3 separate regions of the Mus musculus genome follow, and all the other regions are linked to region 2. Evidence: chromatin contacts called from public HiCAR-type and capture Hi-C data. All regions are on one chromosome and are shown on one strand. The core of a region is the stretch at or near the end of the contact, and the rest is flanking DNA. Distances in the headings are between cores, read along the strand shown. Region 1 has its middle 31 kb from the start of Gm39718. Region 2 holds the start of Srp9 (signal recognition particle 9). Region 3 holds the start of Susd4 (sushi domain containing 4).

What was found. HiCAR-type assays count read pairs that join an accessible place to other places. Capture Hi-C pulls out chosen DNA fragments and counts their contacts.
Region 1: a contact with region 2 is called in a HiCAR-type map of astrocytes, with 3 times the contacts expected there. The contact joins the enhancer-like site here to the promoter of Srp9 in region 2. A contact is called at or near these places in 5 of 115 datasets of contacts at active chromatin or transcription factors (astrocytes, embryonic stem cells, memory CD8 T cells and 2 more) and 1 of 9 other capture datasets (embryonic stem cells).
Region 3: a capture Hi-C map of macrophages shows a contact between it and region 2, with 4 times the contacts expected there. The contact joins the promoter of Susd4 here to the promoter of Srp9 in region 2. A contact is called at or near these places in 3 of 39 promoter capture datasets (embryonic stem cells, hippocampal neurons and liver) and 2 of 9 other capture datasets (adipose tissue and macrophages).

What each region holds. Positions count from the first base shown.
Region 1 is chr1:181,254,462-181,258,727 of GRCm38.p6, reverse strand. No RefSeq gene overlaps it. Among named protein-coding and RNA genes, the nearest start is that of Gm39718, 31 kb to the left of the region's middle. Within about 2 kb of position 1,882, at least 318 of the 459 cell types and tissues checked have an H3K27ac peak or open chromatin away from gene starts, as enhancers often do. A contact at or near this core is called in astrocytes, embryonic stem cells, memory CD8 T cells and 2 more, where this site is marked.
Region 2 is chr1:182,122,131-182,126,666 of GRCm38.p6, reverse strand. It overlaps Srp9 (signal recognition particle 9), which reads right to left and starts at 1,930. Exons shown (of 3, transcript NM_012058.3): 1 at 1,692-1,930. The coding sequence starts at 1,763. Gm33725 (a long non-coding RNA gene) reads left to right here and starts at 1,901. Exons shown (of 3, transcript XR_373761.4): 1 at 1,901-2,234.
Region 3 is chr1:182,762,136-182,766,864 of GRCm38.p6, reverse strand. Susd4 (sushi domain containing 4) reads right to left here and starts at 2,649. Exons shown (of 9, transcript NM_001356461.1): 1 at 2,469-2,649; 2 at 1,677-1,859. The coding sequence starts at 1,824.

The DNA.
Region 1 (4,266 bases), core at 633-3,132, 870 kb after region 2:
TGTACCTAACCTCCAGGTGTGCTATGCCAGGCACTGTGCTTCTGCCAACACCTTGACCTTCACATCGCCTCTTCCAAAGCAGTCTCCTCTAATTCCTTCTAGCTGGGCAGTGAAACATTTGCTGCTGGCTTCCCATCTTCCAGATGGTTAAACTGAGGCTCAGCAAGGCAAAACAAAAGCATCTCAAAGCTAGCTCTAGGTGGACTTGGGTTTGTATTTAGTTTCGTTGTTTGTTTTGCTTTGAGATGGCGGCTCCCTACGTAGCTCACACTGGCCTGAAACTCAGTATGTAACATAACTTTGTCCAGCATTCACGAGCCTCCTGCATCGGGGCTTCCCAAGTGCTGGGATTACAGGCCTGTACCTTCTAGCTTCCAAGTAGACTTTGAACTCAAACAGTGTGATTCAGCATAGAGGGCTAGTTACTGCTCTATCATAGGAGAGCTCGGAGGAAGACTTACATGGGATGCGAGGGCGACCCCCCAGCTCTAGGAAGGATTGAGTTGGGCTCTCTAGGAAAAGCAGGATGGACTTGGTGGTCCGAGATCTGTTTTGAGAGAGGTTGGGGACAGGATTCCAGGATTGAAGCCTACCAGAGCTGCTGAGAGTTCCAGAAAAGAATGTGAAGTGAAGGGGGAGGGGTGGATAATAGAGCAGGGAGCACAGGACCAGCCTCTCCCACCCAGAGGTCCCAGAAGTGCTGAGGAAGGGAACTTCCAGGGTGCCCAGGGCGAGGTTGGGGATCAATTTCCCTTAGAAAGTGGGGCAGGAACCCAGAATTTCACCCTGTTGGCATTCGAGTAACCGCCTACATTTCTAAAGAACACACCACAGTTTACAAATTACTTGCACAAAAAAAAATGTCCTGTTTCACTATGACAGGCAACCTGTGTTAGGCAACTTAAAAATCCTGCACTGAGCTGAGTTCACCGCGGGCCCAGTGAGGGTGGTTCTGTTACTGTCCCTCCCGTACTGGAAAACAGAGGCCAAGGTCAGTTGTCATGTGGCAACATTGGGGTTGGAGCCCAGATCTAATTCGGGAAGGACTCGCTTAAACCGCAGTCCCCAAACAACCTAAGAAGCAAGCAAGTTACTGTTAGCGCTTTGCAGGTGGAGAGGCTCGAGTGAGTATGGACTCTAGCAGGTTCACTCTGCTCATGGTTAAACCAGGTTTCCAGACGTGAGTAGCACAGAGGATTTGCAGGAGGGCCGCGGGTAGACACACCCGAAGCCCGGGTCTGTCTATCTAAGTTCCACAGCTGCCGTACACACCCGTACAGCCTTGGGGAGAAATATTCCAGATTACCAAACACAGCGCTTGTACAATAATCAGGTTGTGCGAAGACCAGATTAGGGAAGACCCACCCCGTGTAGAGCCCCGAGGCTCGAAACCCTCCGGATGGTACTGGCTAGGGCTGGTGATACCTCCTCACCCAGAACCTGGAATTAAGGGAGGCGGGTTCTGCTCCTCTAGAGCCCAAACCCGAGGAAGGAAATGGAAGGGTGGGATGGTGTCAGACGGAAGGGAAAGCAGAGAAGAGGAAGACCAAAGCCAGCAAGGGGGAAGGGGAGGCTCAATGGTCTACGCCCTGACTGTGCGGCAGATGCATGAGGCCCCAAGACTCTGCCTGGCAAGTGCAGACTGATTGCATAGGATCAAATACCGTGCAAGGTTAGTACACCGTGTCCTAGGTAGAGAGGAGGATTTTAATACAGAATAAAGGCCGCCCTCTTTCCTGCCCTCCTCCCACAGAGGGGGGGGAGGGGGGTGACTGGCCCTGGCAGGTCGCCTGTCCCCGCCCCGCGCCCTCCCCAGAGCCTCCTGCCCGCTGAGGTCGCCGCCCAGCAAAGCCTGGGCACTCCTCCCTTGCTTGCCGCAGGTCTCGGCCCATCACCCGAGCCTGGTCCCACCCGCCAAACCACATACTTTCACCTCCGTCTCACCCTTCCCTCCACCCTTCCCGTCTTCCTGGCCCAGTCCTCGCCACTCAGATGATTTTTAAGTCTGCCGCTTCCTTTCAATGGCTAGAGAAAGGATGGAAGGCTTGTGTTTGGCAGTGTTTAAATTACTCCAGAAAACACCCAGTGGCAAAGACAATAAAAGGGTACAGTTTCTTCGGCTGCTTCCGCAGGGCAGGGGGAGGGGTGGCCCGCTAACCTCCACCCACCTGCCGCCCGCCCGCCAGCTGTCTTCTGGGTGGACAGCACGGGGTCTCACCCCTGTCCCCTCCCCCCACCTCCTCTTTGGCAGGCTGGCAGCCTAGGCCAGCTGGATGGCTTGTCTCTACTCTGAGCTAGAAGGCTTCTGAAGTTAGCTGAGGCTCACAACTCTCATGCGCCTGCTGGGCGATCAAGACTTTTTACAAGGAGGGTGGCGCTATTGCCTCCTATCCGTGTCCATCAGAAACCCCTTCCTGACCAGCTTCGTTCCCACAAGCAACTGCGGCTGCTATCTCATGCCACCCGCGTATTCCAGCAGAGTTTGAGGAAGACCCTAATTTCCATTTCTTCCAGCAAATATGATTGCTTGACTCCAACTTCTGAGGTCCTGGGGAAGACAAGAGCCTGTGTCTGGGCTCATCTTAGCAGTTAGCTTGGAATCTGCTCACAACGGGTCACCCCCGGGGAAGTAAGTCCCTTGCTCACAACCTCGATGGCAACCATCCAGAACGAGAGAGAACTCTGCACACCTCAGCTCACCCTGCCTGTCCCCAGGAAGACTCACACTTGCCCATGCTCCTACCCGACCTCCTTCCAATCCTTTGTCTAAGGAACCTCCTGTAGCAGGACTGTCCTAGAAAGCATCCAGCTAAGAAAGACTTCTGCATTAAAGCATTACTTGCTACAGTAGAGCTACGTTCAAGCTTCTAAGTGACTGTCTGCTAATGATGTGACCTTGGGCAAGTCACTTAATCATGCTAAGATCCATGTTAGTCACCTGTCGATTTATCATCGATGCCAGAGTGCAGCCTGCTGCCCATATGAAAGGGGAGTGAACACAGCTTCCTCACCCCCATCTCTATTACAGATGGAGCCCAGCGCATCACAGGTGCTACTGAGCGCCCCTGACAGCTGGCCCGAGACACACCTCCACGCTGCTGCCTGAAGCAGCTCGAACTCCTCAGCTGCCTCTCAAGTGAAGTGGGAGTGGATTTCACTGCAGAGAGAGATTTTAGGGCGAGCCAATAAGACACACAGTTGGGGTTTATTAAGAAGGCATGCCAGCTTGAAGAAAAAGAGGGGCTCGGGTCAGATAATGCACACAGATCCACAGGTGTGTGGGCCTCTCAAGGGGGAGTGTCCCTGCCGTGTCTTAGTGACAACCACACATATAATGTTGGTAGCTCTCAAGCTACATCTCACAGCATCAATAAGAAGACCCCCCCCCCTTTTTTTTTTTTTTTTTTTTTTTTTTTTTTGATAATCGAGGTTAAGGTGTGGCTTCAAAAGCACCTGGATAGGATTGCTAGCTGAGAAAGAAGATAAAACCATGCATGAGCCAAGGGGGGTGTGCAAGGGGTTAAGGCCTGTCCCTTACTATAAATGGTGCTTCTGGTGAGATCCCTCGAAAACTGCAGGTTTACACAGTTGTGAGAGGGAGAAAGGCCGAACCTGCTTCTGTCTAAAGCATGGTGGTTGTCGCTGCTCCAATGTCTCTACGTGGGCGTGGTGGCACTCCTTTAATCCCAGCACTAGGGAGGCAGAGGCAGGCGGATTTCTGAGTTCAAGGCCAGCCTGGTCTACAAAGTGAGTTCCAGGACAGTCAGGGCTATACAGAGAAACCCTGTCTCAAAAAACCAAAAAAAAAAAAAAAGTTATCTCTCTGGGGTTCATCTCACCTCACCAGCAGTTTTATTAACTGCACTGGGACTCCTAATTCTTAGCTAGTGAGAAACTTCTCCTTTCTTCCCTCCCTCCTTCCCTTCCTTCCTTTTTCTTTCTTTCTTTTTCTGAGACACGGTTTCTCTGTGTAGCCCTAGCTGTTCTAGAACTCACTTCAGAGACCAGGCTGACCTCAAACTCAGAAATCCACCCACCTCTGCCTGCCGAGTGCTGGGGTCAATGATGCACCACTCTGCCCAGCCCCAAGGCAGAGTTCTTCCCAAAGTGCTTTTCACACAGCAGCTGTCGATAATGGCTGCAGTCATTTTGACATCATTCCTGGGCCCCTGCAATGACCAAGTATGAATCCCCCTGCCTCAAGAGGGACTCTTTGTTCTGTTCAAAGAACAATCAAGAATGCTATCAACTAGACATCAAGGGAAA
Region 2 (4,536 bases), core at 681-3,180:
CTGGTGTATCTACAGTCTCTTTACTAAATGCAGACACTGTATACTGTTGTCAGTATCAGGCCCTTCTGGACAAACCTTATACCACCTTACAGCACACTGCCCAACTGAGGAAATGAACCACATGAAAGTACATACAAGAAGCCACCACTGTCACAAACTACACAATTTCAAAAATACCTAATCTACCTAGCCATTTATTATCACTTTAATAAGATCATTAGTTTTAAATGTTGCCTTAAAAAGGGAGCCTGCAGCCGGGTGTGGTGGCACACGCCTTTAATCCCAGCACTCGGGAGGCAGAGGCAGGCGGATCTCTGAGTTCCTGAGAAATAAAAAGAAGGGCCGGGGGAGCTAACACCCAGAGTTCAAGATCACTCTCATCTCCACAGGACATTAATGAGGCCCATCTAGGACGCATGAGAAGATAGGAGCTTAAAAATACACAAGGATGGTTCCGAATGTTCTACTGTCTACTCTGGTCTTCCTGTGGTTCTAATGCAGGTAGACACAGATTTGGCTCCCAGCACCCACAAGGTGGCTCACACCCATGCCTAACTCCATTTCCCGGGGATTCAATGCCCTCTTCTGACCCCAGCAGGGCAGGCACCCCATGTGCACAAGCAAACACTGACATACGTAAGAATTAATGGACTGACCTTCTTAAAAGATGCTTCCTGTGGGCTTGGAGAGATGGCTTAGCTGCTAAAGGCTATGCTCACAACCAAAAGTAAAAGATGCTCCCTGTAAAATCCTGTAGTAAGTACTGCCACCGCAAGCTGCCAGTACCAATATATTTTTGATTTTTACTTACATGTGTGTGTCTGTGTGTGTACATGTTAGTGTGAGAGATGTGTGGTCAGAGGGCAAATTTAAGGAGTAGATTCCCTCTTTCCATCCTTAAGTGAGTTCTGCATGCTGAGTGTCTCTGCAGTCTCATTATGATACACACACACACACACAGAGTTCGTGTTATGCACTGAGCCCGGGTTCTTGAGATTGTTAGCTGCTCATCGGTTTTTTTGTTTTTGTTTTCTTTTTCCTTAACGTGTATATTCATAAAACATGCGTCTACCATACCTTCAACAATCCTTTAAGGAATGATGAAGCTGACCTTTGTGTCCCCCTCCCGGAACTTGTTCTGAACTGCTGAGATGGGACTGGGTAGTTTGCTTTGGGGAATGAAACCGCTTGCAAACATTTATGTCTAACGTGAGAGTGCAAACAGTCTCCATGTTTCAACTGGTCCAGGAAAAGACTAAAAATCCCCACTATCCAAAAAAAAAAAAAAAAAAGTAGAGCAGGTGCTTCCTAACTGGGACGTACAGTAGCACCATTTTATAAGCTGGTACTCTCGGGTCTGGGTAGGAAAGGAAAGGGGCACTAAACTAAGCGACGGACAGGAAAGCGACGGTGCAGGGGGAGGAGCCCACTCAGCGACACGTAAACCAACCAGATCCCGAGCGGAAGTTAGGAGCTCCCCCGGGTGCAGGCCGCTGTGGGGTCCGGCGCTGCGGAAACCGCCCTGCCTGTAGCTGCTGGGGTCGCCTCGCTGGGTCACTGGGTCTCCGGGTCAGTCGGAAGCAGACGAAGGGACAGTGGCACCGGGTGGGCCGACTGTTTCCTGGGCGTGCTCAGGCCGCGCCAAGGGTAGAGAAGCCCCGGGCCCCAGGGCGGTCCCTGCAGCGACTCACCTTCATGGGGTCCGCCAGGTAGAGCTTCTCGGCCGCCCGGCTGAACTCCTCCCAGGTCTGGAACTGAGGCATCGTGGCTTCAGGCAGCGAGGAACAAGGCCGCGAAGCGAGTCACGGCGCTGTCGCCCCGGCGGCCCGCCGCTCTCCCGCAACCGCCCACAGCGCTGCACTCCGGCGGCGCAAAGACGGAGGCTCACGAGCGCTCACGCCATTGGCCAGCCTCGGCCGCGCGCCTGTCCAATGGGCAGGAGGCGTGATGTCGGGGGGCGGGGCCTCCGCTCTGAGAGGTCGGGAGAGGAGAGGGCGGCTGCCACAGCGCCGCCTGCAGGGCTGGAGGGGATAGTGCCTGTGCTGCCTTTCCAAAGACTAAGGAGCTCTGTGACCTGGTACCCAAGTCACAGTCGTGGTGATGACAAGGCGCAGCTGTCACACTCAAAGCCTAATCAAGGAGTTGGGGAGACATAACGGACGCGCAACCAAAAACTTTCTGTGGTAGACTTTTGTATCGGGTCAGTGGAACAAAAAGGAGCAAGGCTCCCAGAGGTGAGACAAACTGAATAGGGAGTAGAGAAGGGCGAGACCTCTAGGCACATTTAAGATCTGCAGTGTACGTGTACTTAAGAGGAACAGTAGTGTTCAAGGGAATGGAGGAAGAGAAGAAGCACAGAGAGAAGGAAGCTACACTGTGGCATCTGCTAGGATACGAAATTTGAGTCTTTCCCTCAGGCAGAGTGTGACACAGGACAGCTTTTAAAAGAAATTTTATTGGGGTATATAGTTTATGTGTGCAGTAAACATCGGCTTTGAGAATATACGATCATGGATTCTGAAAAAAATACATATACACACACGTCACACAGCCACAGAGCATATACCTACTTGCCTAATGTCATAATCAATATATGGGGGTATTTTTCACCTCTAGAAATTTCTTCATGCCTCCTTGTAATTCATTTCCTCTGTCTTCACTCCTGGCCCCACGAATGTTTACTCTTACTAAAAATTACATCCCCCTGTCCATTGAGCTGCTTTTTCCCCCTTCCCTTCTCCATCTTGCTCTGCCCCTCCTCAATCCGGGCCCAAAGGTTTGTTGTTGTTGTTGCTGTTGTTGTTTTTATTTTTTGTTTCTCATTACAGATGGTTGTGAGCCACCATGTGGTTGCTGGGATTTGAACTCATTCATGACCTCTGGAAGAGCAGTCAGTGCTCTTAACCCTGAGCCCTCTCACCAGCCCCCATTGATCAGCTTTAAACAGTTTTGTTGGGTTTTTTGTTTTGTTTTGTCTTGTATTGTTTTGGGTTTTCAGTGCTAAGGATTGTGCATTCTAGACAAGGTCTCTGCCACTGAACTTAGCCACATTCTCCTCCCCATCTTGCCTTCCTCTTCCCTATCTTTTTCTTTTCTTTTTCTTTCTTTCTTCTTTGTTTGTTTGTTTGTTTGTTTGTTTTTCAAGACAGGGTTTTTCTGTGTATCCCTGGCTGTCCTGGAACTCTCTCTGTAGACCAGGCTGGCCTTGAACTCAGAAATCCGCCTGCCTCTGCCTCCCAAGTGCTGGGATTAAAGGCGTGCGCCACCCCTGCCCGACTTCTTTTCTTTTTCCTTCTTTCTCTTTCTTTTTCTTTCTTTCATTTTTTCTCTTTTCTTTCCTTTCATTCATTTTCTTTCTCTTTTCTTCCTTCTTTCCTTCCTTCCTTTTTTTCTTTTGCTCTTTCTTTTTCTTTTTTTATGTCATGAGTTTGCGGAAAGTCCCAGCTATTTAGTCCAAGGCCAAACTGGGCTACTTAGAAATAAACAAGCAGGGCTGGAGAGATGCCTCAGCAGTTAAGAGCACCGACTACTCTTCCAAAGGTCCTGAGTTCAAATCCCAGCAACCACATGGTGCCTTACAACCACCTGTAATTAGATCCGATGCCCTCCTCCGGTGTGTCTCAAGACAGCAACAGCATACTCATAATAAATAAATAAATAAATAAATAAATAAATAAATCTTTTTTTTTTTAAACATTGAGCAGTCTCTGGGACAAACCTTCAGTCCTTTTTTTTTAAGATTTATTTATTTATTATATGTAAGTACACTGTAGCTGTCTTCAGACACTCCTTACACATGGTTGTGAGCCACCATGTGGTTGCTGGGATTTGAACTCCGGATCTTCGAAAGAACAGTCGGGTGCTCTTACCCACTGAGCCATCTCACCAGCCCCCCTAAATAAATCTTTTTAAAAAAAGAAATAAGCAAAGAAAAGAAAGGAAGAAAGAAACAAGAATGATGGCAGTCCTAGCAAGAGGCCATCATGGTACCTGGGCTAAATAGATAGCAATTATTTTGATTTTTTTTAAAGGGGGTGAAACAAAGGGACTCTGAAGTCAGCCTCCCGGGGGATGCTTGAAGGTCTGCTCAAACATTAGGGCTTTACAGCTCAAGTTCCCAGGAGGCTGGGTGGTTAGCTGAGTCATCTCTACGAAGGTTAAAGTCACTTGTGAATAAGATTAGCTTCAGAAGAAGGCTTCTATTCCCTTAGAACAAGGGACATATTGCAGGGGCTATGGGGACGCTGAAGAGCAGAAACAAACGAGACGAGACAAAGGACAGTCCAGCAGAAAGGCCTTCTTGGAAGAGGAGTTTGTAAACATTTTTAGCAGTGTACATAACAATGAGTTTCGTTATGACATCTTCACACATGTCCACAATGTGCCTTGATCATGTTCACACCCTCTAACCCTACCTCTTTTAGATTGGTCCCAGCAAATATTTTTTTTCCAACAAATCTTAATATTCCCTCTTTCACACCTGTACAAGTCAAAGGGCATAGTGTTGGGGTTTAATCAAAATGTTGGAGTCCTCAA
Region 3 (4,729 bases), core at 1,400-3,899, 640 kb before region 2:
GGCCCAGAAAACAGTAATGGATGAAACCAAGAGCAGAGCGCTTAAATCCGGCGCATGCGCAGACTTCACACATCCTATAACAATGGCGGAGATTCGGGGAGATGGACTCTGATTAGCTCATCTGTCATCTACATGGGAGACCTGTTCCAGGAGATGGAAAAGCATATGCACCTGGTTAGAAGGACTGGTAGCCAGAACTGACAAGTCAGCTAAGAGGAAAAGACCCTTATCTGCTCAGTGGTCACCTGCATACTGACTCGCAATTCATGAGGTAGAGTTAGTATCCAGAGAGGGGAGAGTCCTGGTGAGCCACAAAGACGTGGTCTGGACCCACACTTGACCTTGTCCTCTGTGACGAATACATCTGCCTCTGAGATGCTTCTAGTAAAAAGCTAAAATAGCAGCACAAAAAGTTACTCCTTGGGGAAAAAAAAAAAAAAGCAAAAACACCCACCCTCCCACCCACCCTCTCCATCCAAAGAAAAAGTAAGTTTCCTCTGCGACTGTGACTCTGACTCTGAACGCCGCTATAGACACTTTCATGCCTTTGTCATCGAATGGCTGTCGAGTGGATTGCCTGAATTACCAACTGCTCTGTGCTAAGGCCTACGCTATCATTCTCCTCCCTCAGTTTTGCTAAATGTCTGCTCACTTTATTTGCCCCGTCTTCACCTTCAAAGTCTCCGAGACAGCAATATTTTCCAATGTGGAAATGGTTCATTTACGCCAAGCAATACTTGTGTTTCGTCAAATGACAATCTATCTACTTAGGCATCCTCTGTATTTCGGCTAGGAGAACGCAAGCCTGTCCTTCACAAGCCCACATCAGCAATGTCTCAAGGAGGATCCGGAACAGGCAGGAATGATGGACGGTGGTGCACAAGGAAGAAAGGGGGAGACTTAAGGGGGAGAAATTCAGACCGGAACTCCATCTGTCTTCCTTGACCACAACCAAAAGATAGCCCTCTCGCTTGGAATCAAGCATATTATAGATTAGCCGCCTTACAGGGACTGGGGCTATCAATTTGGTTTCAGAACTTCCACTTCACAGAAGAGTCCTTGACTTAATCCCCACCGTAATTCAGACCTCGCTAAGCAGTCTTCCAGAAACATACCTGAAGGGAACTCTGCAGCCCTTCCCCACCCCCAACAGTCACAGACATGCCTCAGCACACCACCTCCAAGAAAGAGAAAGTTAACTTTCAAATAAACCTGTCCTTCAACTGGTCTGACCATGTTTTCAGACCCTTCACATTCTTCAAGACGGTTTATTCTAAAGTAGTTCAAATCCAGAAGCCCAAACCTGACCTGTGTGTGAAGGGCAAAGATCAAGGGTCGAAGGGCTACAAATACACTGCTTCCCCCCACCCCCACCCCCACACACTCCTTTGATCCTCTTTTTCCTCTGGGCCAAAATGGGAAAATGTGCCAGGCTTCTTATCCTTCCTTCAGAAAAGCCCAATTGGGCTGCCGGTGGGTGTGCGAACCTACACCGGTTCCACACAATTTTCTGTGAACTCCAGGGGTTTTGCAGAAGGCTGGGACACAGGGACTCTATTTCTCAGGCACCCCTAAAGTCTGCACGTATGCAGAAGGCGCAGTGCTGTCCGGTCGGTACAGTCTCCCCTCCCTGCTGGGCCATTCAAAGCTCCCCCCACCACAGCGGGGTCACTCACCACCCGTGAGCTGTGCAGGGCCAAAGCACAGCGCCAGTTGAAACCACAGGATCACGGCCAAGAGTCTCTGGGGGGACTGAGGCTGCTGTTGCTGCAGCTGCTGCTCTAGAAATCCATCTCCATTGCTCGGGTTCATTCCATGATACATCTTTCATCCACAGAGGGCATCCAGCTTGCGAGAGTCTGCAACCAGGAGCGGAACACGACAATACCCCGGGGTTGCCCGGGCTCTGGGGCCAAGCTCTCCCTCCTCCACCCTGGGGGCCCGGTGCCTGGGCTTTGCGGGCTCCATCCCATCCCATCCCTGTTCGCCCCTGCGCAGCCCCCGCCCCCTTTCCCACAGCGAGATCCTCCCTGCCACCCCCCATGCAGGGTCCAGAGAGTAGCAGCCACCATGGGATACTGCGCGTGCGGGAGGGATGGAGGAGGGGAGAGAGGACAGGGGTTAGTGCACACTGGCTCTGTGCTGGTCCCCGGGATTCAGCGGCTCTGATCATGACAGGAAAGTCTAAAGCCTTATAGCATCAAGCGGCTGAGAAAACACTTTTCCCCGGGCCTGTACATTTCACTCTGAGGAATCTCACAATGTGCCCCCTGCTGCCCCTGGATACTTCTCTGCTTTTCCAAGGATTGGGAGGCTCCTATTGCCCCAGTCCCTTATGAAATCTGAGCTGTTATTTTTATTTTAAAAATTCCTCCCTTAGGGGAGCTGAGCCAGGAGCCAACTCGCCCAGCCCGGCCTGCGCACGCCTCCCCGGGGCAGGCAAGCCCCTTCCGGGCTCCGGCTCTTACCTGTGGGTCTCATGCATGCAGCTTCCTTCCCTCCTCCGCCTCCTCCCCCCGCCAGTCTAACCCGCATCTGTGCGCGACCTCTGCTGCCGCCTCTGCGCGAGCAAGCAAGCGAGCGAGCGAGCAAGACAGAGGAGCGAGCGAGCGAGCGAGACGGAAGCCTCGGCGGCTGCCGGGCTACACCGCCCCCGCCCGTCCCGCCGCGCGCTCCCTCCCCGGGCTCCCCCGAGTGGCCGGGGGCGGGGGTGACGAGGGCCACGGCTGCCGGGCTGCGCGCGCCCGCTACCTGAGCTCGGGAGCGCGCGGCGGCGGCGCGGAGAGGGGGAGGAAGGGACGAGGCCCGGGCGCGCGCGGGAAGGGCAGGGGCGCGCGGGCCTGCACGCGCCTCGGCGGGTCCCAGCCAGCGCCGGTAGCAGGGGTAAGGGGATGGCGTGGGCGGAGGAGGACGCCGTGGCCAATGGGAAGCCGGCGCGCCTGCACCTGTCGGGCACGAGTCGCCAGGCGGCGGCACACACGCACACGCATTCACACACGCGCATACGCGTATGCACGCACACATACCCAGGCACACGCACGCGCACACACCGCAGGTCTGCGCCGCGATCCTTCACCAGTGGCCTCTGGAGCCCTTAGCCCCGTGTGTGCCACCAGAGGCTGTGACCTCGAAGGTGGAGGTGGACAGGATGATCCCACCCAGGACCATCACCGATGACAGGGTTAACTTGAATGGGGCGGTGTAAGCACAACCCTTGCTGCTAAAACCTCAAGTTCTTGGTGACCCCGAACATCTCCACGGGTGTGAGCTTCCCCTAGAGCCCAGTGGACAGCCCGAGGAGGCTGGGTCTCTGTCTCCCGTCCCTTGCACCGTCGGCATTTTCCCTCTTGGCTGCCTTGGAGATAGACGCAAGCATCTCTCGGAGCTTTCTCTTGAGAGGCTCTCCCTCAGGGAGACAAGTGACCGGGCAGTGAGATGATGGGTGCCAATGCGGGAAAGCTGGATATCACCGGAAGCTTATTTCCTTTGGGTAAGAACCCGAAAGGATCAGGGGTCCCCAGGAAAGAACGTTCCCCTGGTCAGCGGTCCCTTCCTGGTGTCTTAAGTTCAGCCTGCTGCTAGCTCTGTTCTCCCAACCTTTGCTGTTCCCCAGCAAGCTAGACCTCCCTCTGAGGTCTGGGCCGGCTCCTAGGGTACTTGTGTGAGCCTTGGTGATTAAGGGGTGTGCCTTAATGAGGTAGGGCCGGCAGGCAGTATTTTTGAACCACTGGATCCCCATTATTCTGTAGCAATTTGTGGATATGAAAAACCATGTTTCTGATACAGCCACCAAATCATCTCGTCCTTCTATCGACTTTCCCAAAATCTCACATACTGAAGGTAGTTTGGAAATTACAGCTTTTACCGTGTTGGCTTTTACTGCGAGTAATTTTAACAAATTCTTGCAGGAGAAATTAGCTTTTAGTAGATAAATCTAGTTCAATGTTGTTGATTTTTTTTTTCGATTTGTAAAATTGAGATGTCAGCTTTGCACGGAGTAAGTTGAACAGTTTTGGTTATCACAAATGCATTTCTGCTAAAGCCTGAACTCTGAAGCCCAAAGCATTACTTGGGCATTTTTCTGTGTTTCCAAGGTCCTAAGATTGTTCGCTGCAAATTGAATATTTATTCTAGCTTATTCTCAATAAAATATCTACCGTTTTAAAAATAGCTGTCAGATCCACAGGGCATAAAACTATTTGTTGACCATGCAACAAATGTATCTGAAGTCTGCCGCTTAGCTGCAACAATCGGCTTATAAGACTACCAGGGCCAACAGGACCATCCAAGTTCATCTGTCCCAAGCCTGGGATCTGCGCTTAAGTCTCCTTTCTGACACAGTGCTAGCCAGCTGGAGCTACAGCTCAGCAGTAGGCCACTTGCCTAGCTCTTGTGTGAGGCTCGGGGCTCCACCCTTAGTACCACAAGAATTAAATTATTTGTGAACAAGGTCACGTAGCCTCATCCAGTACCTGAGGAAGCCTGTTGTAGTTGCTGGTTGCACTCAGAAATGCCTTCCTCGGGTGGGACTGCTCTGCTTTGGGTTTGTTTGTTTTTTCTGTTATTGTGCTAAGACACTGACCAAAAACAACTTGGGGAGGGGAAGACTTTTACTTGGCTGACAAGTTACAGTCCACCAGTAAGAAAAGCCAAGACAGGAACTGAAGGCAGGAACTGAAGGGGTCGGGGTGGGGAATGGAGGAACGATGCTTGCTTACCAGCTTTGCTT